Regions from separate parts of the Mus musculus genome. Here region 1 is linked to region 2. The links are chromatin contacts, called in public promoter capture Hi-C maps. All regions are on one chromosome and are shown on one strand. Each heading gives the region's core, a stretch centred on a gene start, on an enhancer-like site or on the middle of the called end of the contact. The rest is flanking DNA. Distances are from core to core; before and after follow the strand shown. Region 1 holds the start of 4930523C07Rik (RIKEN cDNA 4930523C07 gene). Region 2 holds the start of Tnr (tenascin R).

Region 1 (5,415 bases), core at 1,591-4,090, 520 kb before region 2:
TGTAGCACATTAAATTTACTTACTTTTTCAATTGGATTCTGATTCTAACCACCACCCTGGTGTGTAATAATTATCCGTTTTAAATATGAAGGAAGCGAAGCTGAGTGAGTCAAAGATTTGTTCAAGGGCAGTTGATAAGTGATCAAGTCAGGTACCGAGCACACACACATGTCTAGTTGATTTTTGTTTCCTGTGTTGTTGTTGCCCCTATGCCAAGTACATAAGCTCTGGACCTGGGGCTGGCATCCAGATCTGAAAGTGACTCTGCCAGGTTTTGCAAGCAGCCTCAGCAGGCCGTTCTCTTCATTCCAATGAAGACAAGTTCCTCACACAGGTCTGGTAACTAACATTCTGGAGAGGTGTTAGCAGACCTTACAACTGAACTAAACATTCCTCATCCTCCTTTTTAAGTGAGGAGGTGATTCCTAGAGATTCACTCACCTAGTTAAACAGATAAGTCATGCTTGTGCTCCATTAATCCAGGATTAAGTCACAGTCTTAGGAATTCCTTTACCGGGTATCCCAGGAAAGCCTAAGCTATCTCCCTAGCCCACATCCCTCAGTGTCCATGTCCCCATGTAGCTCCCCTACTTCTCTTCTTCCCTCATCTGGCCAGTAATTCTTTCTCCAAACACAAATCTGAGAGGACCATTCCACTACCTAATAATGGCTTAGTATGCCTTGAAAGACATTCCGCTCTTGGCAGGAGAGGACAAATCCCCATTCCATGCTGCTCCTGTGTTGACTTCGGGAAAGCCTTTTCTTTGCCCACAGTACCTCTTCCCTGGGAAATGCTAGTCATATTCAAGATCTTGATTGTGCACCACTTCTGAAGTGCTGTCTTCCCAGACGACCATTGCTCCATCCTTTGTATGGTTTCACTTTTTACTATTATATAATGTACATTGCTCTGAACTGTGGTTTGTTTCCTAGTGTCTATTTGCCAGTCTGGTGGCTCTTTGAAAGTACAAACTACATCATCGCCTTAGATTCCATAGCCCTGGCACATTGCCCAACACACAGTAGGTACAGTGATGCTTAGCTAATGAGTGTGCCCCTTCCACGTTAAAACTGGTGCAGAAGCCTGCTGACTGTTTATTATCTTCTTGGGTTTGATCCTGTGGCTTTCACCTCTTTTGATTCTGTAGGCAAAATGTTGACAGTGCCCGAAATGTTGTTTTGTAATGGGCCTCTTTCCTAGAACGGTGTCATGGGTATAGAAGGGGAGGCAGAATTTCAGAAGAAGGGAGGTACCAGGCCAAGGGAAGACATATCAGACTAAGTGGTTGATAGATCTGAATTTTAGCTCAAAGCTAGGAGAGACCCTTGCAAAACTATCCTACCCATAACTATAGAATGTGAAAATTTAATTAAAAAAAATTACAAAACACAAACAAACCAGACACAGCTGCGTTTAACGCAGCAGTACCTTTCAGTTGCAGGGCTCTTTAGGTGGCGTTGATAAACTTTGTAAAAGGGTTAAGAACAAGATGCACCCGTGTCCATTTAAGACTTGTTCTTGGTCCCCAACAATACTTCAGAATGAAGATTCCCTAAAATTAGCTCCAGGTTCTCTCTCTCTTTCCAATGGTGGATGTAGCATAAAGGCTTTGGCAGGCAGGAGCTTGGAGTGGCTTGGGTGCTGCATTCCTAGCCTTCCTCATTGAGCAGACTGGGCAGAGCAGGCCTGCGGATTCTCATGGCTGGCTGGCTGGTGTTCATTAGGGCAAGCACTAGTCTTTGCTTTGGGTTCCCTTTCAGATAGGCAGGACTGGTGTTGAAAACAACAGCTATCCGGCTATCATTTACTTAACTACTGTTACACAAATCATTCCTACATAGCCCTTCAAAACAGGACCTGCTGTGTTTTCCAATCCACCTTTCTGGGTGGGAAGAAGATCAAGGACCATTTAGAGAGTTGGGAAAGTTCAGGAAAAAAAATGTGTCACACAAACTCTCTAGAGACTCAGAATGGCATACAGATCTCACTCCACCCCTTGGCTCCAGGCCACATTTTCAGTCTGGTAAGTCTTTTAGCCCCATTGAAATTATAGTTTCTTTTAGAATGAGTTTGTTTGTTTGTTTGGTTTTGTTTTGTTTTTAAATCCCAGAGGGTATGATTTTAGGAGCATCTCAAATACTGACTTTGCCCGTTTAGACAATGTCCATCTGGTCCTTTTCAAATGGCTCCTACCTGCAGCTGGTGTCAACTGGAGCTGAGAACTCCACCCCAAACTCCAGAGGAGCCCATGTGTCAGGCCAGGAGCAGAGAGAAGGTGAGAGACCTCTAGGAGGAAAGAATGAAAGCAACTGTGCAAACGGCTTCTTAGAAATAACCCCTTTATCTCACTTCTCTCAGGGGCGGATTCACTCTTCTATGGGAAAGTCCCCTTCCACAGCGGGGCAGCTCCCAAACTTATTTTGAAAACAACAGCACAAAGCGATACAGAAAGTTTTGAAACTCACCTTTGGGTCCGTTGGAAGGCTTCCCGCCGGCGGGACCGCTGGCTCTGTTCCGGTGCTCTGAAGTGACTTGGGCACAAGGGTGAGGTCTGGGTCCCTGCTCCTGCCTCTCCCTCCCACTGCCAGGTCCCGGGAGAGAGGCGGCGCTGCCGGTCAGTGGGTGCCACCAGTGTGATGTGGAGGAAAGCGCCCCCTGCGTCCCTGGCTGAGGTTTCACCGCACCCAGCTCTGCTACTGAGGTCAGGAACGCAACTTCCTGAATCTGACTGGCTGGCTCTGTCTCTCCTCAGCCCAACTCCTACCTTAAACTAGGAGGCACACGCCACAGCACACGCAGCGCGGGTGTCCTTCCTCCGGGTCTCCCGGCCAGTGTCCCCACTCCGCCCCACTGTGACGTTCTTTTGCCCCTCCGCCCCGAGCACGCCTCCTTCAGGACGCCAGAGCCAACTTTGCTCACAGACGCGCCAGTGTTCCCAGAGACGTGGGGTGTAAACTCCCAACCCTGGCCTAAGGAAAAAATAACAGCCCCGTGCTGTGGAATAAAGTCACCTTCCAGGAAAAGGGCTGGGGTGTCTAAAGGGAGAGCAATCCCCGGTGCCTCGTGACAAGGTATCTTTGTGTGTGCGCTCCATGGGAGTTACCTGGAGATGTTAGGAGCGCAGGAGGCAGGGACAACTAACTTCAAAAGTTCTCCCTTTTCATTTTATTTACTCCTTGTGAGCTTATATTCAGATCTCTTGTTTGTCTAACTCCGCCCCCAAATGTAAAGGTGGGGTGGTAGAGAGCTTGCTCAGTGCCTCCAAGGCTTCTGCAGGGAAGTTGGGAAGGTGTGATAGGCAGAAGCGGCTGTGGAGTATCTAGGGGCTTCCCCGGAATGACCTTGAGAGATCTTGCCATGATAAAGACCGGAGGTTCTACTCATTGGATTGTAGGTGTCAGGAGGGTGCGCAGCTGGTGCTTGCTTTCCAGTGGCTGGGCCTGAGCCATAGGGTCCTTCGGCCTTTGGGTGCCTGAATTAAAATGATTGGTGAAGCTAACTGTCACAACCGGGAAACAAGAGAGTTCCGGTTTACTCAAGAGAAGCCAGCTGGCTCTGGGTTGAAAGGCCAAAGAGAAAACCCAGCATTCATCCAGAAATGCCAAGGATAGTTGGTCCTGTAGTCTTCTTCCAAAGGCAGATTAAGTAGAGGTTTTCCCCCAGAAATCCCACAGAGAGAACTCGATCTAGATCTGTTGTTGTTCCTTTGAAACCGAGTCTCACTATATAGCCCCGGCAGGCCTGGAACTCACAATGTAGAAACAGGTTGGCCTCACAGAAATTTGCTGGGTTTAAGGACGTGTTTCACTATGCCCTACATAGATCTAGATTTGAATGATAATAAGAAGAGTGGTCCAAGTGATCTGTTGTGGGGGTGGGGTTGGGGGTGGGAGTAGTACGGTTAAGTGGGTAGGGCAGGGGGACGATCAGGCTCTGAAAGAAGACAGTTTTAGCAAGAGACAGCTATAGATGGATTCCACCAACAATTTAGTGGTGGATGGAAGGCTTCCATTGTGTGTCAAATCTGAAGCAGGGGTCTAGGGTCTAATGGACCAGGGAGCTGGAGGAAGACAGGCTTGGGGAATGACAGGAAACCTTAAGTGCAAACCCGGTGCGGTGATTGGAGACCGAGTCTCCCCCAGGACCTACACCGGACCTGTGTGAGATGTAATTTGCCCCCTTCCCCTGAGGATGGGGAGTAACTTTCTTCTGCAAGGTCATTGCTAATGTATAGTGGAGTTGAGATCTGAGTCTGAGTAGTTCTATCTAGTCCAGCCTATCCCTCATCACCATATCATCATCAGGAGAGAGAGTGGCTTCTATGGACAACTTCTGGGTTAACACCTGCTGAGCAGGGGGGAAGACAGTGGAAAATACTTTCCTGAACAACTTTATGGACAGGCTAGGCTGATGGTCACAATGCTTTCCAGAAACAACAACAACACAGAGAAATGAAGAACCTAAGGCAGTCACCATGAGCTCAGCACTTCAAAAACCAGATGCTTATCTGTAGGGCGGCATCCCAATGTTGTCTTAGTCCACAGGAAGACAGATCCAGAAAAAGTCTAGAACCTATCAAGTAGCAGCGACGTTGTGGCAGTCAAATCAGGGACTTACTAGATGACAAGATGCTTGGTAGGCTGTTATTGAGTTGCCAAGGCTACAGGGTCTATTGATGTTTTAACGTAATGAGTGAGCATCTGGCCAGCAGGTTTTCCTTTGGGGTGAATGACGCATCCCTTATGAGAAAACAAGTTAGAGCACCCACCTACTGTGTCTCCCCTTTGGCGGTGAAGTCTCAACTTATATGAACTCATGAATGGCCCCAGGCAACCACGGTGCTGGTGCAGTCTTTAAAAGCTTTCTTGTTTGAGGTAAGGATCTTTGAAGGTAGTCAAGAGGTGAGTGGACTCTAAGTGGAGTGAAATGGAGCGTTGACACATCTAATTAAGAAACAGAAAGCCCCCAAATAGCAGATTTGTGAACCAGGACTGAAAATTTAAAACCTTTTTGTGGGTGACCACCCCTCACTGGCTTTAGCACCTGAAGAGCTCTGGTTCCATATTAAGAGTGTTAAGGACAAAACCTGTGGGTTCCCTCTCTGCTGGTGTGGGAACTGACAGGGTATTAAACATCACGTTTTAGCCTGTGTTGAAGGTGAAGACTAACTGCACTCATTCTCTCTTTGTGCTGTCCTATTTCTGACAGGTCAATGGCAGTGTTGGCCAGGACGGATTCATCTGTGCAAGCCATCTGTGGGAGACAGTTTCCCATTAGGTCATACACCCTGAGTGCAGAAATCAGAATAGTGTTGTGCGGCAACAACAAAAGGGGGTGGCTTTTTCAGTGTGGGAAATATTTAACAGAGAATATTACGTTATTATCACCTAAAACAGGTGCATTCTTGCCTGCAA
Region 2 (5,579 bases), core at 2,539-5,038:
ATGGAATGAGCTCTTGTTTTTCTCTCTCTACTAAGCTCATGTGGGTACTCTTTCCTCAGCTCTCTCTTGGGAGACCAGTCAGAGTGACTCATGACCATACACCTGAAACTTAACTTTATATTTTTAATAATGATTTCCACCTCATATCCCGAGTAATACCATCAAAAGAACTCAGATTATCTCAAAGGCGGGAACTTGCAGGGTCTTCTGGGGGAGACTATTTGGACTTAATTGCTGCCTTCATGCACACAATTGAAAGGACTACCACCATGACAACAAGCTGAGATGCAGAACATAGCCCTCCCTAACCTTTCCTCCCACCCATCTAGAATCAGTAAACATAGAACCTGAGATGTCCACATGAAAGTCCAAGGTCCACATAACACATCTACCATGAAATGCAATCAGCATTATTTATATTGCACAGTGCAGCCGTTTGAGCTATGATGGTAGCTTTGAACAAGCAAAGGGATTGTGGAAGAAAAAAAGGTCAATTGGAGAGAAGCATGCAGGAACTTTTGTATATTTTATTTGGGGTAAAGGTCAAATATTCATTTTGACACAGTTGTCAAAACTCTCTAATCCAAGTAGTTACCTTCTGTCCATGTTGTTAAATGAGAATTATATCCCTATTACAAAAGGGAACGGTTACCCATGTGAGGTAAATGGTGGTCACTTAGAGTGATTTACAGAGAATAAAGCAGGATGCTGGCTTCATCCTTCCCTCCATCTTTTCCTAGAATGTCTCATTTCTCTGTCTCAGAAGCAGCCTAGCAGAATTTCTTTTGTTCAGTGAGGGGAAGACAGACGTGAGTATGCAGTAGCCTTCTCTCCAGAACCCTGGCGGGTGTGAGAGAAGAGGCTTCTGGGAAAGTGGAGCCTTTATGTGTCTAGTTAGTTTGTACCATTTCTCACTCCTCTAGGTGATAGAAGTCCAACTGTTTCCTGACCCTTGGTAATCCTCCTACATCCCAAACCACAGAGGACTCAATGAAGGTGGCCCCATGAAGGGTCCTGTGTCAGCAAAGTGAACAAACATCCAAACTCGTACACCTATGGCAAGGTGCTCTAGGAAAAGGGCCTCTGCCTGGCATTCTGAGGTAAAGGGAATGTGAACACTGGGCATGTGACTTCAGTTCATCCTGGAGGCTGGCATCCCAGGGACTCTTGTCACCATCAGCACAGAGAGCTCTTCACTTGGTTTCTGGGCATCAGCGACATGGCAAGTTGTCTGGTTGGTTCTGATTCTTCCCCAGGGAGAGCCCACTGTTTCACAGTGAATTCACTAACAAGCTTTGCTGGTATATGTGAACAGCAGGTTCTCACTCTCCCACATATGAGCACTTCTGCACTTACAGGTGAGGAGATGAGTATATCAGAAGTTCTGTTTCTGCTTTTGCCACTCTCTGACCCAATGCTTGTTTAAAAATGGACCCAATAATGTTACTGGCCACTTTTTTTTTCAGAGAGAATCTAGGAGCATTAATAAGATAATTGTGACATCTATAACAAATGATGTCTTTAAGAGAGGCTCCTTTGCAAGGGCACGGCTTTTTAAGCATTCAGGGACCAGTTAGTTGGTAGAGAAATCATCCACTTACTGGTACACACTGGGGGAATGTGAAGGGAAAGGATGGAGTATGAATGAGTCTGTGTGGGCTTCTGATTCTCTAAAGTTGCATGCTTCAATCTTTTTCTACCATTACAACCTCTGACATCTCTGTCTTCCCATCTCTAAAAACTACTCTCTGCCATTCATTCTAGAGACACACTGAAGTTTCTAGTTCTGCTGCTTATAATCTCAGGGTGGAGATGGAGCTAAGGAAGGTGGTACTGTTTCTTTCATAACTATATCTCCCACCTAGAAGTTTCCCACAATCCAAAGTAGGGAACACTTTACTCATGTTGGAGAAAAGCCCAGGATTTTGAATTAAAAACCGTAACACAAGACATCACTGGGAAGAAGGTCTGTGTCTAACTCCACCTACCTGTCCCTCCCCCACCCCATGAGGAAAAGAGTGAGCAGAACCTCAAAGGGTTAGAGGCCAACCAAGTTTAGGCTTTATCTTGCAAGGAGCTGCACATCCCTCTTGGGATACTGGCTCCCAGGAAACTTTGGTAACTGAAGGAAGCCCCCAAGGCCACTTGTTGAGGAGCTTCATGTAGTAGGATTGAATAGAACTCAGGGACATGAGGGCAGGCAGATAGAGTCTCTAAGGAAAAAAGCAAGATAGGTAGAAGTAACTTATTGAAAGTATTGAGAGAGAGGAAGATGGGGGAGGGAGGAGAGGGAGGAGAATAGACAGGAAGACAGAGAGGCAGAGAGAGACACAGAGAAAGGGAGAGAGAGACCATGAAAAAGCAGTAGAATGTAGTAATGCCAGTCTACCATCTGTGAGGCCCTGGAGGCCCTGGGTGGGAGCTGGAGAAGACACTTTCAGGCTTGGGCCAGTCTAGGTTTTCCCCTGACTCCATAGACAAGTGAAGACAAACCCTTTCCTCTGGGCTGCTTGTCACTGACAAATGCCCCCAGGAAACAGGGGAGAGTGGACTTTTTTCCTCTCTCCAACCAAGGGTAAGAGAGAAGTGGATGGTCTTCCCTGCCTGCTTACAAATATAGTATAATTCGAGTCAGTCAGCCCCTGCCAGGCTGAGTATTTTCCTTGAAGTGTGAAATTAGAGACCTCAGCCCCAAATTTACCCCCAGCCTGGGGCTAACCTGTTGCATCTGCCCACCAGGAACTGACACCAGGAAAGGAAGCAAAAGGTCAGGTTAGGCTGTCACTACATCAAGAATCCAGGTAATCCTGGGGGGTGGGGGTGGGGGGAATGACATTTTAAAATATTGCTTCTCCAAGCTCCCTCCTGGAAGCACAACTTTTAACTCTACCTCCACTCCTGTCCCCCAGGCTTTTCCTGTAACACTTTCCCACCACCTATGGCTGGGTATGAAAGAGTTAATTTAGGAAAACCCAGGACTCTTTTCCCCAAACCCTCCCTCCCAGCTACATATAAAAAGGACAGCCTCACACGGGAGACTAGCACAATTACAAGCCTGCTAGCTCCGACCTCACCTGTCTTATGCAACAGTGCACACACATACATTTGCTCAGGCTCACTCCCAAGGCCAAGGTCCATATCCCCCTCTAATTCGGTAGACACACAGTTTTGCGCCTTTCTCCTTTCTTTTCTCCCTACGCAGAACCCCGCTTTATCGGCAGCCGAAAGAGATGTAACCTTACAGCCAAATGGCTTGAAGAACAAACATGCATCTAATCGCTCTCCGTGGTGCTGAAATCTCGCTAGCAAGGAAACAGAGGAGCGCAGTACTCCGGACTTACCCAGGTTGGGGGGTGGGTAGCCGGAGAGCAGAGAGCTAGAGCAGCTTCCAAAGCAGAGAATTCTTGTACGTTCGGGCTGGAGCCAGCTGATGCGCTCACCTAGAGCGCCCACCTCTCTCCCTCTCTTGCCTTCCTCTTTTTTTCTGAGAGGCAGAGAGAAGGCTTCACGAAAGAAACGAAACAGCAGCTGGTAGGTCTACCAGTAGAAGGAGAGAAGAAGCAACCAAAATAAGACCAAAAAGTCAGATGGCTTTACTCCACTCGTGGTAATTTCTTGGGTCAGGGAGGACCTCTTCTTTCCCTGTCTCTGAGGCTGCCCCAGCTCTGTCTCTGCGTGTTGAGCCAACAGCCTTAGCACAGTCGGTTCCTGCCTCTGACGTGAACGAGATGAGGAAGCCTGGGACCGCTCTGCTGTCTCTCACAAGCTCTCTCTTTTCCCCTCTTACTGAAATTTCAGCAGCATATTTTTAAGCTGTTTTTTTCCCAGCCTTCTACAAGTAGCCCCCTAGTGGACAGAAAAGCAACGCGTCTTTGGTCCTCTTGAACAGTCTGAGTTCAGGCTCCCTGCACCCACAAACTCTTGGAGACTGCTTTTCTAAAGAGTCAAACAGTCCCAGTCCTGATGGAGTCAAAGACTTCCCTCTGGTGAGCCTGTAGGAAGACAAAGGGCCTTTTGCTGATCCTTTTCCTGTAGTTGCAGTAGGAAAACCTGATATGGTATTGGGGAGGGGTATGCCTTTAGGATAAATGTTTGGCAGAAAAGGGGCAAAGGAGGTCTCTGCTCAGACTTGGAAAGGCAAGCTTACACTCATTAACTGCCCAGTAACTCAGCCACCTGGAAAGTGCTTTGGAACTTATGTCTACAAAGTCAGTCTTAGTTTTCGGCTGCCACTCGTGCACTATACATTTTGCTTCTCTGTGGCTCAATTCCACTGTTTGTAAAATGTGGATAGTGCTGCCCCCTCCCTACTGAATAGGAATGCTGAAGGAACAGAGTAACATACAGCTGACAGGAAATTTAACTCCAGTCTCATCCAAAAGCTTTGCTTACATCTGATTCACCCTTGACATATAATAATAGCTAACTTTATACAGCATTTGTACCAAGTGCTAAGCATTGCTACTAATCCTTACAGGTAACATCTCATTTAACGCATACATTAATCCTACAGTGCAAATGCTCCAATTGCATCTTTTAGACTGAAGGACTGAGGCAGAAAGGGATAAAATTTCTTGTCCAAGATAACAAAGCTAGTGCTATGTCACTTTAGAAGTCACAACATTTAAAGTAAACATGAGATAATACCTACAAGTGATCATTGTTGGTATTCTAAATAAAGTGCCTAGGTTGTTCCAATGAATTTGCATGTGGCTGAGTTTTTAATAAAATATTTAGAACTATATGTGCCAAATGAACTGTGGGGATTGCTATTACTTTTGAAAATCTGCTAAGAAAATACATTCTCTTAGTGATTTGGGCAGTTTCACAGATACAAAAACCAGTTGTGAATCTCATGAAATTGGAAAGTACTGGGTATTAGTAACAATTCACAGGACACATTATTTAATTTCTACACCTAAAGCAGATCACTGCCTGGAGCCTAATACAGTACTAGGATGGAGCCAGCAATTTGGTGAGCTGAACTCCTGCAATGCCAGCTAATGAGAATCAAGTAAGATGTGGGCATTTTCTTCAGAACTTCAGTCATGAATTCCTTACCTAATATAACTTGCTTTAAGAAATCTTTGGATTAAAAGGAATGAGGAAGAGCAAAGATGGGATTTGATGTTTTGCAAATCACAGTTCCCATTTTTATGGAATTTGCAGTTTCTCAAAGTGGAAAGAAAGGGCAGAGACCAGACAGTTCAGAGGCTGATGCCAAGACACGGGCAGAGGCAATGTAATAAATGAGAACACGGGCAAGAAAACTAACTTGACCAGAGGGCTGCAGGCTTCCACAGAGCACAGTATCTAGGATGAGACTGGAAGCATGAGGGTTATTTTAGCAAAGGGCCAATGAGAAACTGAAGCTGAAGGCATGGCAAACTCAAGGGGATGAAGAGAGAGGGTTGTGAACCTTCCAGGGTAAATATTACCTACTATTTACAAATGAGGAGGCTGGGTCACACAAATTAACTAGCTTTCTAATGATCTCTTGTGCTCAAATCAAAAGCATGTGTGTTTGACTCTAAAATCATTGTATGTAAGATGCACTTTCTCTTTTCTGAAGTGCACAT

Evidence for each region. Promoter capture Hi-C pulls out the DNA fragments that hold promoters and counts their contacts.
Region 1: a promoter capture Hi-C map of embryonic stem cells shows a contact between it and region 2, with 4 times the contacts expected there. The contact joins the promoter of 4930523C07Rik here to the promoter of Tnr in region 2. A contact is called at or near these places in 4 of 39 promoter capture datasets (embryonic stem cells, frontonasal cranial neural crest and neural stem cells), 2 of 115 datasets of contacts at active chromatin or transcription factors (embryonic stem cells and forebrain) and 2 of 9 other capture datasets (embryonic stem cells and pancreatic islet).

Annotation. Positions count from the first base shown.
Region 1 is chr1:160,041,805-160,047,219 of GRCm38.p6, reverse strand. It overlaps 4930523C07Rik (RIKEN cDNA 4930523C07 gene), which reads right to left and starts at 2,840. Exons shown (of 3, transcript NM_001162896.1): 1 at 2,467-2,840. It overlaps Gm37294 (predicted gene, 37294), which reads left to right and starts at 2,903. Exons shown (of 2, transcript NR_168324.1): 1 at 2,903-3,072; 2 at 5,210-5,415.
Region 2 is chr1:159,521,978-159,527,556 of GRCm38.p6, reverse strand. Tnr (tenascin R) reads right to left here and starts at 3,788. Exons shown (of 23, transcript NM_022312.3): 1 at 3,342-3,788.